2 separate regions of the Pan troglodytes genome follow, and region 1 is linked to region 2. A link is a contact called in public HiChIP or PLAC-seq data. All regions are on one chromosome and are shown on one strand. The core of a region is the stretch at or near the end of the contact, and the rest is flanking DNA. Distances in the headings are between cores, read along the strand shown.

Region 1 (5,731 bases), core at 1,899-4,398, 160 kb before region 2:
CCAGGTTTCATTTATGAGAGGCAAGGTAGCATGGAAGCAGGGCAGTCAAACAAGTCTGAGTTCAGATCTAGCCCCTGCAGCTTACTCTGTCCTGTGGCTTCTCAGGTTACTAAGTGTCTATGAAATGTATGTCAATACACTGTATGTGCACTCCAGCCAGGGCGACAGAATGAGACTCCATCTCAGGGAGAAAAAAAAAAAAGAAAAAGTCATCACAATAATTCACTGATGGACACTCAAGAACTGGTATTTCCCATGAATTTGTATGGTATAGTACAAGTAACAGGGATAATAGCAGTTGGTTAAAAGAATTAACTGAGATGGATATAAATGTTGGTATATGAGCTACAAGACTGCATTAAAGTTTTTCTGTAATGTATGTCAATACACTGCTCATATGTTGTGAGCACGAAATCGGTTAATCCACAGAAGCACTTATATGGCTCAGTGCTTAGAAGTATCTATTACTAATGAGTACACAAATCATAAAATTATTTTTCATTCCATTGTCATGCTTTGCCAGTTGAGAAAATGGCCAGGAAGTCTGTTGGCTTGCAGGAATAAACTAAAATAGAAATTAAACAATTGTATTAAAAAGTCTGGCCGGGGTGGCTCACGCCTGTAATTCCAGCACTTTGGGAGGCCAAGGCGGGCAGATCACTTGAGGTCAGGAGTTTGAGACCAGCCTGGCCAACATGGTGAAATCCCGTCTCTACTAAAAATACAAAAATCAGCCAGGCATGGTGGCGTGTGCCTGTAATCCCAGCTACTCGGAAGGCTGAGGTAGGAGAATCACCTGAACCCAGGAGGCAAAGGTTGCAGTGAGCCGAGATCGTGCCACTGCACTCCAGCCTGGGCGACAGAGTGAGACTCCATCTCAGGGAGAAAAAAAAAAGAAAAAGTCATCACAATAATTCACTGTTGGACACTCAAAAACTGGTATTTCCCATGAATTTGTATGGTATAGTACAAGTAACAGGGATAATAGCAGTTGGTTAAAAGAATTAACTCAGACTGATATCAATGTTGGTATATGAGCTACAAGACTGCATTAAAGTTTTTCTTTTGTTCTACTCTAAAAATTCAGCAACTAGGCCCAGTGCCTGATACAGAGTGAGTCCTCAAGATATCGTTGACTGAAGCTAACAAAGTGATTTATTGATTTATTTATTTATTGAGACAGAGTTTCACTCTTGTCACCCAGGCTAGAGTACAGTGGTGCAACCTCAGCTCACTGCAACCTCTGCCTCCCGGTTTCAAGCAATTCTCCTGCCTTAGCCTCCGGAGTAGCTGGGACTTTGCCACCACGCCTGGCTAATTTTTTGTATTTTTAGTAGAGATGGGGGTTTCACCATGTTGGCCAGGCTGGTCTCGAACTCCTGACACCCGCCTCAGCCTCCCAAAGCGCTGAGATTACAGGCGTGAGCCAGCGCCCCCAGCCTAACAAAGTGATTTTTTTTTAAAGAGGAGGGGCAGGCAGGGCGCAGTAGCTTAACGCCTCTAATCCTAGCACTTTGAGAGGCCGAGGTGGGCAGATCACAAGGTCAGGAGTTCAAGACCAGCCTGGCCAATATCGTGAAACCCCCTCCCTACTAAAAGGACGAAAAAAATTAGCTGGGCGTGGTGGCAGCCACCTGTAGTCCCAGCTACTCGGGAGGCTGAGGCAGGAGAATCGCTTGAACCCGGGAGGCAGAGGTTGCAGTGAGCCGAGTTGGCGCCACTGCACTCTGCTCTGGGAGACAGAGCAAGACTCCGTCTCAAAAAAAAAAAAAAAAAAAGGAGGGGCGATGTTTTATTAAACATTTCGCTATTTGAAGAATTAATACATTCATGCAAAGAAAAGATGAAGTAAACATGCCCTACAGTGTTATCATTTGAGATCTCTTAAAAGCGGCTATGCAGCCGGGTGTGGTGGCTCACGCTGTAATCCCAGCACTTTGGGAGGCTGAGGCGGGTGGATCACTCGAGGCCAGGAGTTCGAGACTAGCCTGGCCAACAGGGTGAAACGCCCTCTCTACTAAAAATACAAAAATTACCCGGGCTTGGTGTCACATGCCTGTACAAATCCCAGCTACTGGGGAGGCTGAGGCAGGAGAATTGCCTGAACCCGGGAAACGGAGGTTGCAGTGAGCCAAGATCACGCCATTGCACCCCAGCCTGGGAGAAGCGAGACTCCGTCTCAAAAAAAAAAAAAAAAAAAAAAAAGCGGCTATGCAACACTTTACTCTGTCCCATGAATATCTGCCACATATTTGAATTCCCAGTCTTATACGCCCCAGGCCTTTGCAATGTTTAGGGTCCACACGAGAAGCCATTAAAATGCAAATACATCATCTGTGACCGGGAACCAAGCTGGCATCTGGCAGACACTGACACATTTATCAGTCTGATGTGTGGACAACTAGGTGCCTCCCAGAGGCCTTCAGGTAAGGTGGAGGAAGGACCAATTCTGAGCTGACACAGTGGGATCCATCTTGGCCAGGACAAAGGCAGTCCAGGGAGGCCCCGCGGCGCAGTGCGGCGCGATCACGCCCGAGTCTCCTTCCCGTTCCCCTCGGCCCTTCCTAAAACCTGCTGGCTCAGGTCTGAACAATCGCAGCTGGACAGGTGGTGCACAACGATGTTAATTTTCATCCTGTCTTTTTCATCAGTGCATCCTTCAGTTCCCTATTACTTGTGGGCTGGGGAGTTGGCCAAATTGAGTGAAAACCTGAAATGTCTTTTTGTTCTTTTCGTTCAGCCAGTTTAAGTTCCATGCAATCTTTAAGCTAGGAGGCTAATAATAATACAATTCTCTCCTTGCCCTTTTCAAAGCCACTTCAGCTTATAAACTCCATATTAGACCATCCAGGCCCAGAAGACGCCACCGGCCTACAGGCAGAGTCAGCGGAACCAGCCTGGGCTGGATCTCCCCCTGCGAGGCCCCCAGGCAACGCCCGCGCCGGGGCGGGGAGATCACGTCCCGTGCGTCGGGAGGCGGGGCCTCAGGCTGTGACGTCATGTAGCCGCGCCCCTGCCGCCCAGATATCTCCGGCGCCGCCCGCCATTTTGACTCCAGTGTCTCGTTTGCAGTCGGCGCGTTAGGGGAACTGTCTTCCTCCGCAGGCGCGAGGCTGGGTACAGGGTCTATTGTCTGTGGTTGACTCCGTACTTTGGTCTGAGGCCGTCGGGAGCTTTCCCGAGGCAGTTAGCAGAAGCCGCAGCGGCCGCCCCCGCCCGTCTCCTCTGTCCCTGGGCCCGGGAGGGACCAACTTCGCGTCACGCCCCTCAGCGGTGGCCACTCTCTTCTCTGTCGTTGGGTCCGCATCGTATTCCCGGAATCAGACGGTGCCCCATAGATGGCCAGCTTTCCCCCGAGGGTCAACGAGAAAGAGATCGGTGAGGATTGGGACCGTGGGTGGGCGCATGAGGGCCGAGGAGAGGCAGGGACTCCCCGGAGGAGGTTTGGGAGGAAGCGACTCCCAGTCTGAGGGAAGAGCTCCAGTGCGCCAAGGCCACCCCACTAGCGAGGAGGAGGAAGCCGCCTCGGTGGGAGTTGGCTGAGGGGTAAACGGCACCGACGTGGATGCAGCACCTACTGTGCTCCCTCGCGGTTGCTGTGTGGCTGGGGCGGGCAAGGACCCCGGTTTCTTCGTCGGAGGTCCGCGCAGGGCTCTTGTCCTGGGAGTTCTTGGCTCAGGGCATGACTGTCGAGTGGACAGGGAAGGGCCACTCAGGGACTTTAGGTTTACAATGGGGAAAAGTAAACTTGTGGGTTGTGAGCGGTAATGAAAGGAGGGGGGTCCTCGTGTGTACCAACCACTCTTAGATAGAAATGAGATGGAAGAGGTCCCAACAGCCTGGCAGAAGCAATACAGTATTTTTAAAATGGTGTGGCCTTAAGAAACGCAGCGGTTCGGGGGAGGAGACTTTTAGAATTATCTTTCAAACACTTAAGGGAGGAGCTGGGTGGTTGGGTGGAGTGACAGAAGGAAAGCTTTTGTGCGGAAGAGGAAACTCTGGAAAAGGCTTTTCTGGCTTAGTGTCTAGCCCTGGTCGGCTTAGTAAAGGGCAATTAGTGTTGAAGGTTGTGCGTCCACACCTACTTAGCGGCTCAGTGGAAAGCACGTCGCATTATTTAAATCCTCTTTTAAAGTAAAATAACTGGAACAACGTTTGACGGTGTTGGGGGGTGCTGTACATTGGCTGATAACACTTAGCAAACACTGATCTTACTGTGTGAAGTAATAATTAGCTGCGGCCGCTGAGCAGAGAGCATTTACATTTTCCTACTCTTGAAGTGAATGTGTGCCTTTACTAAGTACAAGGAGGAGTTATTTCTAGAGAAGGGAAGAGGCTGAAGTAGCCAAAACGCGCACTATTTTGTATGTGGGTGAATTTTTGTATCTAGAAACAGCTGTTTTAGAATTCTGGACTTTTGTTGTCTTAGGGATGATTGATTAGGAAGGGACTTTAACCCTGGTTTTAATAACCATTTTTAAAGATACAAACACAGAAAAAAAAAGGGAAAAAATTGTAGCAGAGCTCACACAGAAAAAAGAAAAAAAAAGATGCAAAGAACACAAAATTTGTGTCCAGTTATTATTTTAACTGTATTTTAAGACTAGAAAGTATGTCGCGAAGTGGGACAAAGAACTCAAAAGTTCTTATCAGTCCAGTGGGTTTTTCTTTTACTTCAGTACACCGTAATGTTATAGACGAGTGATCTGCCTTTTTTTAAAATCTGTATTTTACTTCATCCTGATAAACCATTTTGAAAACTTTCCGGTCCTGTTTTCTCTCTCTCTCTCTTTTTTTTTTTTTTTTTTGAGATGGAGTTTTTGCTCTTGTTGCCCAGGCCGGGGTGCAATGGCACGATCTCGGCTCACTGCAACCTCCGGCTCCCGGTTTCAAGCGATTCTCCTCCCTCAGCCTCCTGAGTAGGTGGGATTACAGGCATGCACACGCCCGGCTAATTTTTGTGTTTTTAGTAGAGATGGGGTTTCTCCATGTTGGTCAGGCTGGTCTCGAACTCCCGACCTCAGGTGATCGCCCACCTCGGCCTCCCAAAGTGCTAGGATTACGGGCGTGAGCCACCCCGCCCAGATTTCCGGTTTTGTTTTCTAAGAGATGGGTAGAGATGGATAGCATACCTACATAAAGTAGAACCATCCACTAAGTGTTCCCCCACCAGCCCCCTGATTTCTCTTTTCTTTTCTTTTCTTTCTTTTTTTTTTTTTTTTCATATTTAGGTCTCAGTGTTATTTCCTGGATATGTTATAAAAACTTACTAGCTAAGTGCCAGATATCTAGAAGAACTTTTGCTTTTTCTGAGCTTTTTTTAACCCCAGTTTTTTTCTTTGTTTCTTTTTTTGAATTATCATTTGGATACAAGGTTGAACATTTCTCTGCGTAGCTTTTTAAATCTATGAATAAGGATTTACTTTTTTTCTTTTCTTGGGTGTTAATTAAAAGCCAAGCCAAGTTTAGTTTCTCAAGGACATACAGAGAGTAGAGGCAAGATTTCCATGAATGATTAAATAATTCTATGTGATACTACTGCCCTTTTTCACAAGGCACTGCCACAGATCATCCCTTTCTGGTTATGAAATTTTGGGGAGGAATGTAAAGAAGGAGCTAAATCTGGTTTGCTTGGTTCAGCAGTGACTCAGATGGTATGTTACTGTTTTACAGATATTAATAATGTAGTGTTGTATCTTACGGCTGATTTCCCATGGCAGCCTTTCCCTTA
Region 2 (5,925 bases), core at 455-2,954:
TACTTTGCAAGGAGTCGGGTGGGGTTAAGGTAACAGGTTGAGAAATTCATAATATCGTGCAGGGGGTCTTTTTATAAGTTGAGTGAGGACTGGATCAATGACTCTCAATGGGAAAGGCCAGGGGTTAGGGAGGAACCTCCTTGCATTTGGAAAATCTCGAGAAGGGGTTAATTTGCAAAAACAAGTTTTAAAATTATAGTTTTGCTTCCTAGACCTGATTTTTAAAAATTTATTATTTTTTTTAGAGACAGGGTCTTGTCACATTGCCCAGGCTGGTCTCGAACTCCTGGCTTTAAGTGATCCTTCCCCCTTGGCCTCTCAAAGTGCTGGGATTACAGGCATGAGCCACGGTGCCCAGCCCTTAATTTATTTCGAAGGCTGGTGTAATATAAACATTAAAGGAAGGTGTAATACAAACTGCCATCCATTATTGATTGTTTTAGTGTCTACAAGGTTTGGATCCCACCTCCTGTCCAATTCTCATCCTCAAACACAAAACCAAAACCAAAAAAACAACTATCTATCTACACACACACACACACCCTCGGCTGGCCTGAGAGGTAAAAGAAACATCGCGTAGGACCTGCTGAAAGAGCTCCTGAGGCACGCTGGAGCCTTTCTTGTGTGCCATGCACTGTATCTGGCACTATAAAGAGGGTACAATAGCTAGTGGCTTCTGCAATCAAGCAGCTTACAAGAGAAAATTGAGAGGGGAGACATTTTTTTCTGGTTGACAGATGTCGAAAGCATGAAGGTGTGGGAGCTTTGATCAGAGACTTGGTTTTTCAGTTTTGCCAGATAATAGAACGCATGGGGTGAACTAATGGGAGAGGAGGGTGAACAGATGGGCAAGGCTTGATTGCTGGGTTAGGAGGCACAGAAATGCACAGAGGACAAAGGACTACCAGTCCTTGGCAGTACTGTACTGCTCCATGGCCACTACTTGGGTCCAGGGCCACATTCAGATCTGAGGTTAGATAGTAAGAATTGCTAACATTTATCCAGCGACCACATGTGCCAGTAATCAATCTAGGTGCTGTACATGTATTAACTGATTCTTCATAGGAACCCTATTAAAGAGTTATTTGATGAGGAGAGTCGGGCATTCACTGGAAATCGAACGTGCCCAAAGTCTCACCCTGGACCGTGGTGGAGTCAGAATTTGAGTCCTGGCCACTTGCTCCGAAGCCACCGACAATTCAGTGTGCTGTCCCCCGTGTCTGGGCTGGCTTGGTGGGCTGGGAATGGCGGGGGAATGGGACACTTATTTTGGCAGGTAAATATGGTTCAGAAGAAAGCTCTTCGTCTTTCTCCAAGCCTGAGCAATCGTTTTGGCGCAGGCAGTCCAGAGTAGAGCGCTTTGTGAGCCAGCTACAGAAGTGCTGTAAGCCCCTTCCCACTAGATGGCAGCCCCTAAACCCACATACAAATCCTGGAACCTCCCTGGTCCCCATCTTCCAGGGCTGGGCTGCAGCTGAGGAACTGCGGGACGCACACCCGCCGGGCGTCCAGGGGGCGCCGCCCCATCCGGGGGTCGCGGGAAGCTCCTAGGCCGGGTGGGGGACGGAGGCGGACGGGGAGACGCTGCTCCCCCGACTCTCGGCGCCTGGGGGAGGAGCTGGCGCGGAGCAGCTCCACCCGGGGCTCCCGGTTGGGGCCGGCCCTCACCGCCTGCCTCGCCGCGGCCGCCGGGAGGGGAGGGGAGAGGAGGGCAGGGAGGGCGGCGCGGGCGCGGTCCGGGGCCCCGAGGGCGGAGGCCGGCTGCAGGTGCGCGGCGTGGACTACAAGTCCCAGCATGCCCGGCCGCCCTGACCCGGCCCCCGCCGCCGCTTAAAGGCTCCGGGAGCCGCAGCCGTCGGGTCGCCGCGGCTTTCGCTTTGCTGCCGCGGCTGGGAGGGTGGAAGCGGCAGACTCAGCGGCCGGCTCTACCGGCGTCCCGGCTCGGGCAGCGCCGAGGGGCGCTCCTGGTCCAGCTCTCCTGGCTCGGGGGTTCCTTGCCGAGGCGCCCGCGCCCCGGGCTCCCAGCCTCGGCCGCCGCGGCCCCGATGCCGAGGCATGGATAGAGCGGCGCTGCGCGCGGCGGCGATGGGAGAGAAGAAGGAGGGCGGTGGCGGGGGGGATGCGGCGGCCGCGGAGGGAGGCGCAGGGGCCGCGGCCAGCCGGGCGCTGCAGCAGTGCGGGCAGCTCCAGAAGCTCATCGACATCTCCATCGGCAGCCTGCGCGGGCTGCGCACTAAGTGCGCTGTGTCCAACGACCTCACCCAGCAGGAGATACGGACCCTGGAGGTAAGTGGGTCGGGGACCAGGCTGGGCTCGAGGAGCGGGCCCGGACACCTCCCTCCGGGCCCCAGTACTCCTGGCCGAGTTGCATCCTTGAGCCCGCGTCGCCCCCCTTGGAGGCTTCCCCTCCCTCCTGCACTCGCTGATGCGGCAGCCGGAGGACCCGGGACCAGCCCTCATCTTGGGCAGGATTTGTGGGGCGGGTGCGTCGTGGGAACTGGGATGGAGGCTCGAGGGGCCCGTGCGGGGTGGGCTGCGCGCGGACATCCCCTTTCCCCCCTTCTCCGCCCCCACCCCATTTCCAGTTTGCGGAGCCGCAGGACTCGTTGTCTCACCGAGTCACAAGCTGGACTTTTCCCCGTGTGACTGAGCTGAGCACCCGTGGGCCAGGGTGACGGAGGAGGTTCCCCTGAAGCGTGATCGCAGGCCTGCCGTCCCCTGTTCCCCTCACGCCCCAGACGCCGTCCTGTCCCTTCCTTTCCTCTCCTCCCAGGTCTTGTCTGCCGCCTTTTCAAAAAGTGTTGCTGAAACTGCATTTTTGCTATTCAGGCGTTTGGTGCTTTCCTTTCACGTTGCCACGGAGGCTCGCTGCTTAAAATGTATTAATAATTACCCGCTGACTCCCCCTGCTTCCCCCCAAAGATTGGATTTAGGCTTAGGAAGGATTATGCTGGGAAGCAAGCCTTTGGTGGGAAGATGAAACTGTTTAAAGGGTTCTGATGGAGACAGCCTGGAGTGTAAAGAAGAAATAAGATATGCGGGCCTTCCTCTCTCAAATTATAGCTGGGGAAGTATCTGAAGGATTTGGAAAAACCAGCCCGAGGGTTGTTGGGGCACCCTGTCCATACACAAATGAGGGCAACTAGTGGATTCTGAATGTGATTTTGGCCAGGGACGGGGCGGTGAAACGTCAGAGCAGTTAATAGCTGCCCCGTCTTGAAGAAGGAACCTCTCACCATCTTGCCCTGCCACATCTGGCCTCCTGCAGGTCTGGGGATGTTTTGTTTTATTAGATCCTCAATTTCTCCTCCCCCAAACCCTCCCCCCGCCCCTTATTGCTAATTGCCTCTGCCAGCTGTCATAAGGCCCTCTGTGATCGCGGTAATTATTACAAGACCAATCCTTCCTCCAGGCATGCCACAAAGCCGAATCCTTGTTTGATTCCAAATGCTCGGGGGTGACTCTCCCTCAGTTTTATTTTCTTAAAAGCTATAAAACCACAGGACATTGGAAGAATACAGTCAGTGTTGGGTATTATTATTTTTTATTACAGTTGGCTAAAGCTGTACTGACCAAGGCTTTGCTTAAAAAACAAACAAAACCCCCTACAACTGGCCTTTCTGCATGCATGCTGCAGTTTTCCAAGTATTGAGAGAAACTGATTTTTTGAACACAGCTGAGTGTGTTTGCTCAGCAAAGTTCAGTTTTTAAGCTGACAACAATAGGGGGCCTGTGAGGCTTAGTTCCGGGAGGAGGGGTCGCTGTCTGGCAGAGTGTGCGTGGTTGGACTTCGGTGTTGCTGGGCTTGGAGAATGCTCTCTGTGTTGGCCTCTGTGGGATTGTCCCCACGTTGCTCTGAAGTGCTCCTGGCTTCCAGAGTGTGTATATAGGAGAACCACTTGCTGTGCATTCTCTGGAATGGCCTTTTGTCCTACCCTAACTTCCGGAGTCCCTCATTTTGATGGCAGTGTGGCGTTCATGACACCCCAGAGCATCCAGCTATTTAAGTGTTGGAGCTGGTTTATTCAGTGGCTTCCCTCCTGAGTGTTTGTTTAGACGATCATCCCTGGCAGCAGAGAACCCATCCAAAGGCCCACAGGGGATCTGCAGCTCCCTGTTCTTCCCACCGTGATGTGGATTCGGGTTCACTCCACTTCGTGAAAAGGCAGGGCCTGGGTTGTTTTTGGGGATGGGAATTTAGACCCCCTAGAGTGAGTTCCATGGGGCTGCCACCAGCTAGTTTAGATGAGTCACTTCATCCCGGAGGCCTCGGCCTCCTCACCTGCAAAACAAGGAGGCTGGAGTGGATCTCTGAGGGCTCTGGAAGCTCGAAATTCTCTAGGTTAGAGAAGGAGACTTGGTTGGGTGAAATCAAATGTTTGTGATTGTTTTTATACTACCCTTGTTTAAGAATAACCCTCTTTAAGAATGGTTCTAAAATCGAGATTTACTGAACCCATAACATAGGGGTTAAGTTTATTAGAAGAATCTTTGCCATAGGAGCAGCGTGGTGAACAGGAAGTCCCATGGCTTTCATACTGGGCCTGGGTTCTGTCTGTGTGACCTTAGGCAAGTCCCATGACTTCTGAATCTCAAGCTCTCCTGTCTGTAAAATAGGAACGAGACTGCTCACACCTGCAGCATTTTGTCTGTCAGTCTGTGCTGATACTACGAAAAGAGTCTGCCTGGCAGCTGCCCCTAGTGAGGGTCCAGTAGCATTTATGGCACAGGCCACCACTAGGGAAACTTAACCCCTACTGGACCCTTGCTAGGGAAACTTAACCCCCTACTTTATGGGTTCAGTAAATCTGGATTTTAGGGAAAGGTACTTCTGCAGCTGCCTCTCATTTCATACAGGTGGGTGACACAAGCCAGGAAACAATCTCAGCAAGCTGGGTGGGACCGTCCACCGCCAGCAGCATGTGTTGGGGCCAGGCAGGCAAGTGGCAGTGTCCACTCCAGCATTCTTTCCTGTTCTGTGGGCTCCCCACACACCAGGCCATGGCCCCAGAGACTGTGCTTGCAACACTGGATTCCTGGCTTTTGAAGAAGGATCTGACCTGGAGGGCTTGGCCTGTGCAACTGCATCGGACTTATCTAGAATCTGAGGAGCCCCAGCTCACTCTGGCCTTCATTAAATAAACACTCAGTGGGAGAAGCAGCACGTGAAATGTCCGTGGAGGTCCCTGACCAGGGATGGGCTGCTGCTGCCTGAAATTGGGTTGTGATGGGGTGTAGTGGGTCAGCGTGTCTGGTTGTCCGGGGATAGCTTTTCTCTGTGTGGTGGTCCAGTTTGGATGGAAAAGGGTAGAAGGAGCTGAGACTTAACATTTGCTGCCTGTGTGCCTAGCAGCGTGCCTGACTCTTCTCAAACTCACACACGTTCCTGGAGATCAGCAGTTTTCATCATACACATTTTCCCTCTCTAAATATAAAGGGAGGGAGGCACAATTTGAAACCAGGGTCTTAATCTGTAAACAGAAGTTGTGAGGCTACTTCATCCTGGCAGGAGCTGGTGTTCTGTCTCCGCTAGACCCTCCTAGGGGTCTGAAAACTCCACCGAGGCAAACGGGAATGTTCTTATGCCCCAGTGTACTCACAGAGGGACACTTGGCCTGCCTAATAGCTGGGCCTGCAACCTATGCCAGTAATAATTACCTTCATTCCTTTGAATCTGCCCAGCGCTGGGGAGACAAGGGTGTGTAGAAGCAGACACATGTTGCCTCATGGAGATTTACGTTCCAGGGACATTGTGACTTGCCCTTTCCTGCCAGCCTACTAGTACTTTCCAGAGACAGGCTCTGCCATGCTGAGTCTCCCCACCTTGTGTTCTTGTGGAGAAAAATCCCTCCTAAGCAAGCTGGCGTGGAGAAAGGGGCTGAAGGACTTTGACCATCAGGCTTTGCTGGGAGAGGTGATGTTGGC

Evidence for each region. HiChIP or PLAC-seq counts read pairs in DNA pulled down with a chosen protein or histone mark.
Region 1: a contact with region 2 is called in an H3K4me3 HiChIP or PLAC-seq map of stem cell-derived excitatory neurons, with 2.4 times the contacts expected there. The contact joins the promoter of WSB1 here to the promoter of KSR1 in region 2. A contact is called at or near these places in 1 of 7 Hi-C or Micro-C datasets (stem cell-derived neural progenitor cells) and 1 of 1 datasets of contacts at active chromatin or transcription factors (stem cell-derived excitatory neurons).

The regions. Positions count from the first base shown.
Region 1 is chr19:40,285,159-40,290,889 of NHGRI_mPanTro3-v2.0_pri, reverse strand. WSB1 (WD repeat and SOCS box containing 1) reads left to right here and starts at 3,148. Exons shown (of 9, transcript NM_001280230.1): 1 at 3,148-3,378. The coding sequence starts at 3,339. It also overlaps the pseudogene LOC100614212.
Region 2 is chr19:40,119,609-40,125,533 of NHGRI_mPanTro3-v2.0_pri, reverse strand. KSR1 (kinase suppressor of ras 1) reads left to right here and starts at 1,704. Exons shown (of 21, transcript XM_054670970.2): 1 at 1,704-2,286. The coding sequence starts at 2,056. LOC129137672 (a long non-coding RNA gene) reads right to left here and starts at 3,137. Exons shown (of 3, transcript XR_008540410.1): 1 at 2,616-3,137.